2 separate regions of the Mus musculus genome follow, and region 2 is linked to region 1. A link is a contact called in public HiChIP or PLAC-seq data. All regions are on one chromosome and are shown on one strand. The core of a region is the stretch at or near the end of the contact, and the rest is flanking DNA. Distances in the headings are between cores, read along the strand shown.

The links. HiChIP or PLAC-seq counts read pairs in DNA pulled down with a chosen protein or histone mark.
Region 2: a contact with region 1 is called in an H3K4me3 HiChIP or PLAC-seq map of bone marrow-derived macrophages, with 3 times the contacts expected there. The contact joins the promoter of Acyp2 here to the enhancer-like site in region 1. A contact is called at or near these places in 12 of 39 promoter capture datasets (the C10 cell line, the HPC-7 cell line, cranial neural crest and 6 more), 1 of 15 datasets of contacts at CTCF or cohesin (the NIH/3T3 cell line), 1 of 484 Hi-C or Micro-C datasets (cortical neurons), 28 of 115 datasets of contacts at active chromatin or transcription factors (acute myeloid leukemia, bone marrow-derived macrophages, craniofacial prominence and 15 more) and 2 of 9 other capture datasets (adipose tissue and embryonic stem cells).

The regions. Positions count from the first base shown.
Region 1 is chr11:30,188,876-30,191,575 of GRCm38.p6, reverse strand. All of the region lies in intron 1 of Sptbn1 (spectrin beta, non-erythrocytic 1), which reads left to right. Among named protein-coding and RNA genes, the nearest start is that of Sptbn1, 30 kb to the left of the region's middle. Within about 2 kb of position 1,270, at least 39 of the 459 cell types and tissues checked have an H3K27ac peak or open chromatin away from gene starts, as enhancers often do. A contact at or near this core is called in the HPC-7 cell line, bone marrow-derived macrophages, memory CD8 T cells and 1 more, where this site is marked.
Region 2 is chr11:30,648,099-30,650,798 of GRCm38.p6, reverse strand. Acyp2 (acylphosphatase 2, muscle type) reads left to right here and starts at 1,403. Exons shown (of 4, transcript NM_029344.3): 1 at 1,403-1,498. The coding sequence starts at 1,420.

The DNA.
Region 1 (2,700 bases), core at 21-2,520:
TGAATCTGGGACTCTGGTATAGCCCAACAATAAGTATTTTTAACTAGCTTTCCAGGTAGTCTCTGTACATTCCTCAAGTTGCTTCCATACAGGGACAGGCATAAAAATCTGATTTCTTATGGAGAAGCGAAAACTTGGAGGAATATGTATTTAGAATAAAGTTGTATACTAAAGAAAAAGGCATTTGGCCAGCCAGGAGTGGGCTCTATCCTGCTATAACTAAGGAAGCCACGTAACAATTGTGAGCCTGTGCCTCATGCGGTCAGTTACCCCGTTCTTCCATTGAGTTAAAGAGGGAAATAGTGTATATATAAGCCCTGAGAATGGTTCAGCTCAACACTTCACCTCTATATGCCTAATAAATAACCTATTAGGTTTAACCTAAAGAACAAAAATTTCTGCTGCTTGGAAATGTGGTGGGTGGAGCCTGACTACACCCTGCACTGATCTACCTGAAAATCTGGCCTTTGCTCCCTCTCAAAGGAACGTCCAGGGTTGACTTTACCAGGGTGGTGTTGGAAACTCTTTCAAGTCTCCTATGTATGTATTTATTTATTGTTTTTGATTTTTCTTTTTTGAGACAGGGTTTCTCTGTGTAGTTCTGGCTGTCCTGGTCAAGTTTCCTTTAAAGAAAGCTTAAATGTGCACACAGACTGTAAGAATCCCGTGTTGTTCTGACTTCAGGGGTTTAGATGTTTAACTGTCTGTGGTGGAAACTGGTATGGTTAACAACAGCTCTACAGACAGGTAAGGGTATCTTCCCAGCCTTAAGTCTGCTGTGCTAGAATTCTACTTGCATAGATTAGCAGCCCAGACAGTGAAAAAGCCAGGAGTTTTCAGATTCTGATACTCCCCTCTCATCTCCCCAACAACTTTATAACTAAGATCCAGCTATGAAAAAGTAAAAATTAAAAAACGGTGAAAAACCTCAGATAAGGGCATGTTTCTAATGCTGAATGATTAGTTTAATTAAAGATTTGACAGTATTAAGCCATTTAATGAGTACTCAGAACTTGCTACTTGAAAGCTTTGTAGTTTGGTCAGTATGGCATACTTTAAATAAAAGCAAGAAGGATCCTAATTTTTAAATAAAAGTCAAGTAAAGTTGACTTTAAAATGAAACACTCATTTCTTGTTATTAGCACAAATTCATTGCCCTTTTCTCTGAGCTTTGGTCTTGTGGTTGGAAAATGGGTTGGTCATCATAGCCTGAGCCGAACAACAAATGAAAGCAAATGAGAAATAAACTCACTGCCAGGAGGCAACTTCCTGCAAGGCTAAATTCTAGAGTGCAGAGTGAGAAAGGGGACAGACAGAGACAGGTGGGGGAAGGGGTGCTGAGCCAGGTTTAAATTTAAAGGTAGTTATTGGCTCCTGAACAAGATCCCTGTTCTGAAAGGTGTGGCCCATAAGAGGATGCAGGAAGCCAGTCCTCAGCGCATTCGCTGGGGTGGCAGCCTTACTACAGTGCACCAGGAACTTTGGAGACCTTTTTGTTGGACGTGGTCTGTAGGTGATTTAAGACTTGCTAGAAATGCCGCCATTCAGGTCTGCTCCATACTTGCTGGGTTAGAACCCCATTTTAACAAGATCTTCTGGAGGGTTTTAAGCAATTTCAAGTTTAAGAAACAGTCTTGGAAATGGTCCTTCCCCTTGTTCCTCCAAAGAACACAGGAAGAGACAGTCCTGAAAAGGTTATGACCTCTGAGGTTTGAAGTTTGTGCTTTTACATATTATTCATGTTATGCATACATTTTTTGATTTGTTTAGCAATATTGTTTAATTATAAAAGTAACCTGACCAAATGTATAATAGTTACAGTTTAATATTTTTTTTTGATTAAAGAACTTTTAAAACTTGTGCATGTATGTATTGATTGATTGAATGGATCTCACTATGTAGTTGGTGGCTGGCTTGGTAGAACGCACTCTGTAGGCCAGGCTGGCCTCAAACTCACAGAAATCTGCTCACCTCTGCCTGCTAAGTGTTGGGATTAAAGACAAGCTTGAACACATCTGGCCAAATTAAAGGATTAAAAAAAATGGCTAGTTCTTAGCTTTGTAAGTCTTAGCATCATTTTGGCTGGGATTTTTTTTTTTTTAACTTTTAAATTCTGCAGTTAAAGAAATTGGTGAGATTTTTTAAAATTCCACTTTACTTACCCACTTGGTATTAGAGGAGAATTACAGAATTATTCTTGGGGCTGGAGACATGGTTCAGCAGTCAAGAGCACTAGTCACTCTCTCTCTCTCTCTTTTTTTTTTTGGTTTTTGGTTTTTGTTTTTTGTTTTTTTCGAGACAGGGTTTCTTTGTATAGCCCTGGCTGTCCAGGAACTCACTTTGTAGACCAGGCTGGCCTCGAACTCAGAAATCTGCCTGCCTCTGCTTCCCAAGTGCTGGGATTAAAGGCATGCGCCACCACCACCTAGCTTGTATTTGTCACTCTTGTGATGACCTAAGTTCAGTTCCCAGCATCCACATGGTGGCCCAGGGTATGTAATATCATCTTCTGAATTCCTCAGGCACCAGGCATGCATCTGATGTTTGTGTGTGTGTGTGTGTGTGTGTGTGTGTGTGTGTGTGTGTGTGTATGTGTTGTGTGTATGTGTACATATATATGTATGTGTGTAAAACATTCATATACATAAAAGATAAATCTTTTAAAAAATTCTAAATTCTTCCAATGTTCAATGAAAAGAA
Region 2 (2,700 bases), core at 154-2,653, 460 kb before region 1:
ACTTGAGCATAGGAGACCTCAAAGCCCTGCCTCTACAGGGACACACTTTCTCCACTAAGGCCATATCTCCTCATAATGCCACTTCCCATGGGCCCAAGTATTCAAACACAGTCTGTATGGGCAACAAAGCTAGCCAAATCACCACAAGGCACCTTTCAGATTCATCAGCCTGAATGAAAAGATCAAGCCTAACTTTATCTCAGAATCACCACAGATTTGGCACCGTCAGAACATTTCAGAATTGATTCATTGTCTGTCTTAGTTAAGGTTTTTATTGCTGCCATGAAACACAATGACCAAAAAGCAGCTTGGGGGAGGAAAATGTTTATTTGGCTTATACCTCCACAGCACTGTACATATCAGGATAGGGACTCAAACAAGGCAGGAACCTAGAGATGATGTAGAGGCATGGGGGGTGGGGTGGGGGTGGGGACTGGTTACTGACTTGTTCCACATGGCTTACTCAGCCTGCTTTCTTATAGAACCCAGGATCCCTGGACTAGGGATGGCATCACCCACAACTGGCTGGGTTCCACTGCTCCCTCCCCCACCCCCCCATCAATCACTAATTAAGAAAATGCCTTATGGCTAGATCTTATGGAGGCATTTTCTCACTTGAGGTTCTCTCCTCTAAGATTACTCTAGCTTGTGCCAAGACTAGCCAGCACACTGACCAAATACCCTTTGTGCCACTAAGCTAAGCAGGTCCTTCATTTCAAATGTCCACCTCAGGATGTTGGAAATGGGGATATTGTTTCAAGGGCACACATTTTCTTCATATGAAGTGGAGATTATCATATATTTGCACAATGGTGAGTATAGTTAAGAATGATATATATTTAAAATCGTTGAAATCTTAAATGAAATCAGAGATGAAAGTTAATTAGCTTGAATTAATCTCCTTACAGTGTACCCATGGGTATACTATGTATTCTTTACAGTGTACCTATATAAAATCACCTAAAACTTAAAAATTCTTTGACATTTTATCCTTGCATATAATGAATTTTGGTAATTTTCCCCCTATTATCCTTCTCATCTCTACCCACTTAGACTTTACCCGCTCTGTCCTCTCAACAAGTCACCCTCTTATTTTCATCCTTATAGAAAAAACAAAACAAAACCTTTTTTGTGTCAAATAAACGTCGGTGGGTAGATATTAGTTGGTTTAATCCCCTCACATGCCCGACCTCCGTTTTCTTTAGAGAACCGGGTCCTGGGGAACGCAGAGAGGGAGCACCCTGCTAGGGAGCCCGAGCGCCGGGTGTCCCGTCGCCCTCACTGTGTACAACGGTCATCTGCCATCTTCTTACGCATGACCCAGCGCGCTCTTGTCTTGGCTTCTGGGCGTCGGTCCCAGAGCCCATAAGTCTTCCTCCCCTGGCGGCTGTCGCAGTCTCCGCGCCACATACCCAGCTAATGCTGCTCGGGAGAAGGCTGGCCGCCATGACCGAGCTGCTCAAGTCTGTGGACTACGAAGTGTTCGGGACAGTGCAAGGTACGGTCTGACCTGGGATGCCAAGACGAGGCCGTGGGAGGGAGAGGAGGAAGCTTATGCCATCCATTTTAGGGACGGTTCTTCTCACTGAGGCAGCGACTTCCGCTCAGCCATGACACAGCAGCCCGGGGCGGGGAGAACGGGCTAGCGCGGGGCGGAGGGAGGTCACCCTGGGTTCCCGAAGAGGACGCTGCAAGCCTATAGGATGGGGGTGGGGGACGCCTAAGTGCGGCAGAAAAGCAAGGGTACCTGAATGATACTGGGTGATTTACTTTGTCAGAGGTTGTAGCCCCTCTCCAGCTAGCAATTTTTCCTTCCTGGGTTTTGGAGATTGAACCTTATATATTTATGCACAGTCTTACATTTGCGTACTAGATTGCTGAAGTACACTCCCAGGCCATTTAAGTGAAGTTTTAAAATTTTTGTTTGATTATAAGCTTAAATAGATGCATAGAATATAATGTCTGACTTACTTTAAATCTTTATATTTGTAATTTAAAACGTTAAAACATTCTTTTAATTTTTTCTAACGCAACTTGACATAGTAGTGCATGTAGTCCTTATGCAGAAGAAGGTGGATATTTGAGTTCAAGACCAGGCTGGTCTATACACTTGAGAAAATTATCTAATGGCGTATAAATACTGTAACTATTTAATGTATATCATCCATTTAAAAGAAGAAAACTTTTTGAGACTGGAAATGTAGCTCAGTAGAGTGCTTGCTTAATAGTCACCAAGCCCTGGAATGGGTGCTCTGCTCTGTACCAGACCAAGGACGAGCTAGTCCTTATAAGCCTGTAATGCAGGTTCCGGTCTTCAACATAAAAATAATGCCTTTCTTTTTCTTTTTCTTTTTCTTTTTCTTTTTCTTTTTCTTTTTCTTTTTCTTTTTCTTTTTCTTTTTCTTTTTCTTTTTCTTTTTCTTTTTCTTTTTCTTTTTCTTTTTCTTTTTCCTTTTCCTTTTCCTTCTCCTTCTCCTTCTCTTTCTCTTTCTCTTTCTCTTTCTCTTTCTCTTTCTCTTTCTCTTTCTCTTTCTCTTTCTCTTTCTCTTTCTCTTTCTCTTTTCTCTTTCTCTTTCTCTTTCCCTTTCCCTTTTCCTTTTCCTCTTTCTCCTCCTCCTCCTCCTCCTCCTCCTCCTCCTCCTCCTCCTTCTCTTTCTTTTTCTTTTTCTCTTTATTTTTTCTCTTTTTTGGGGGGTGGGG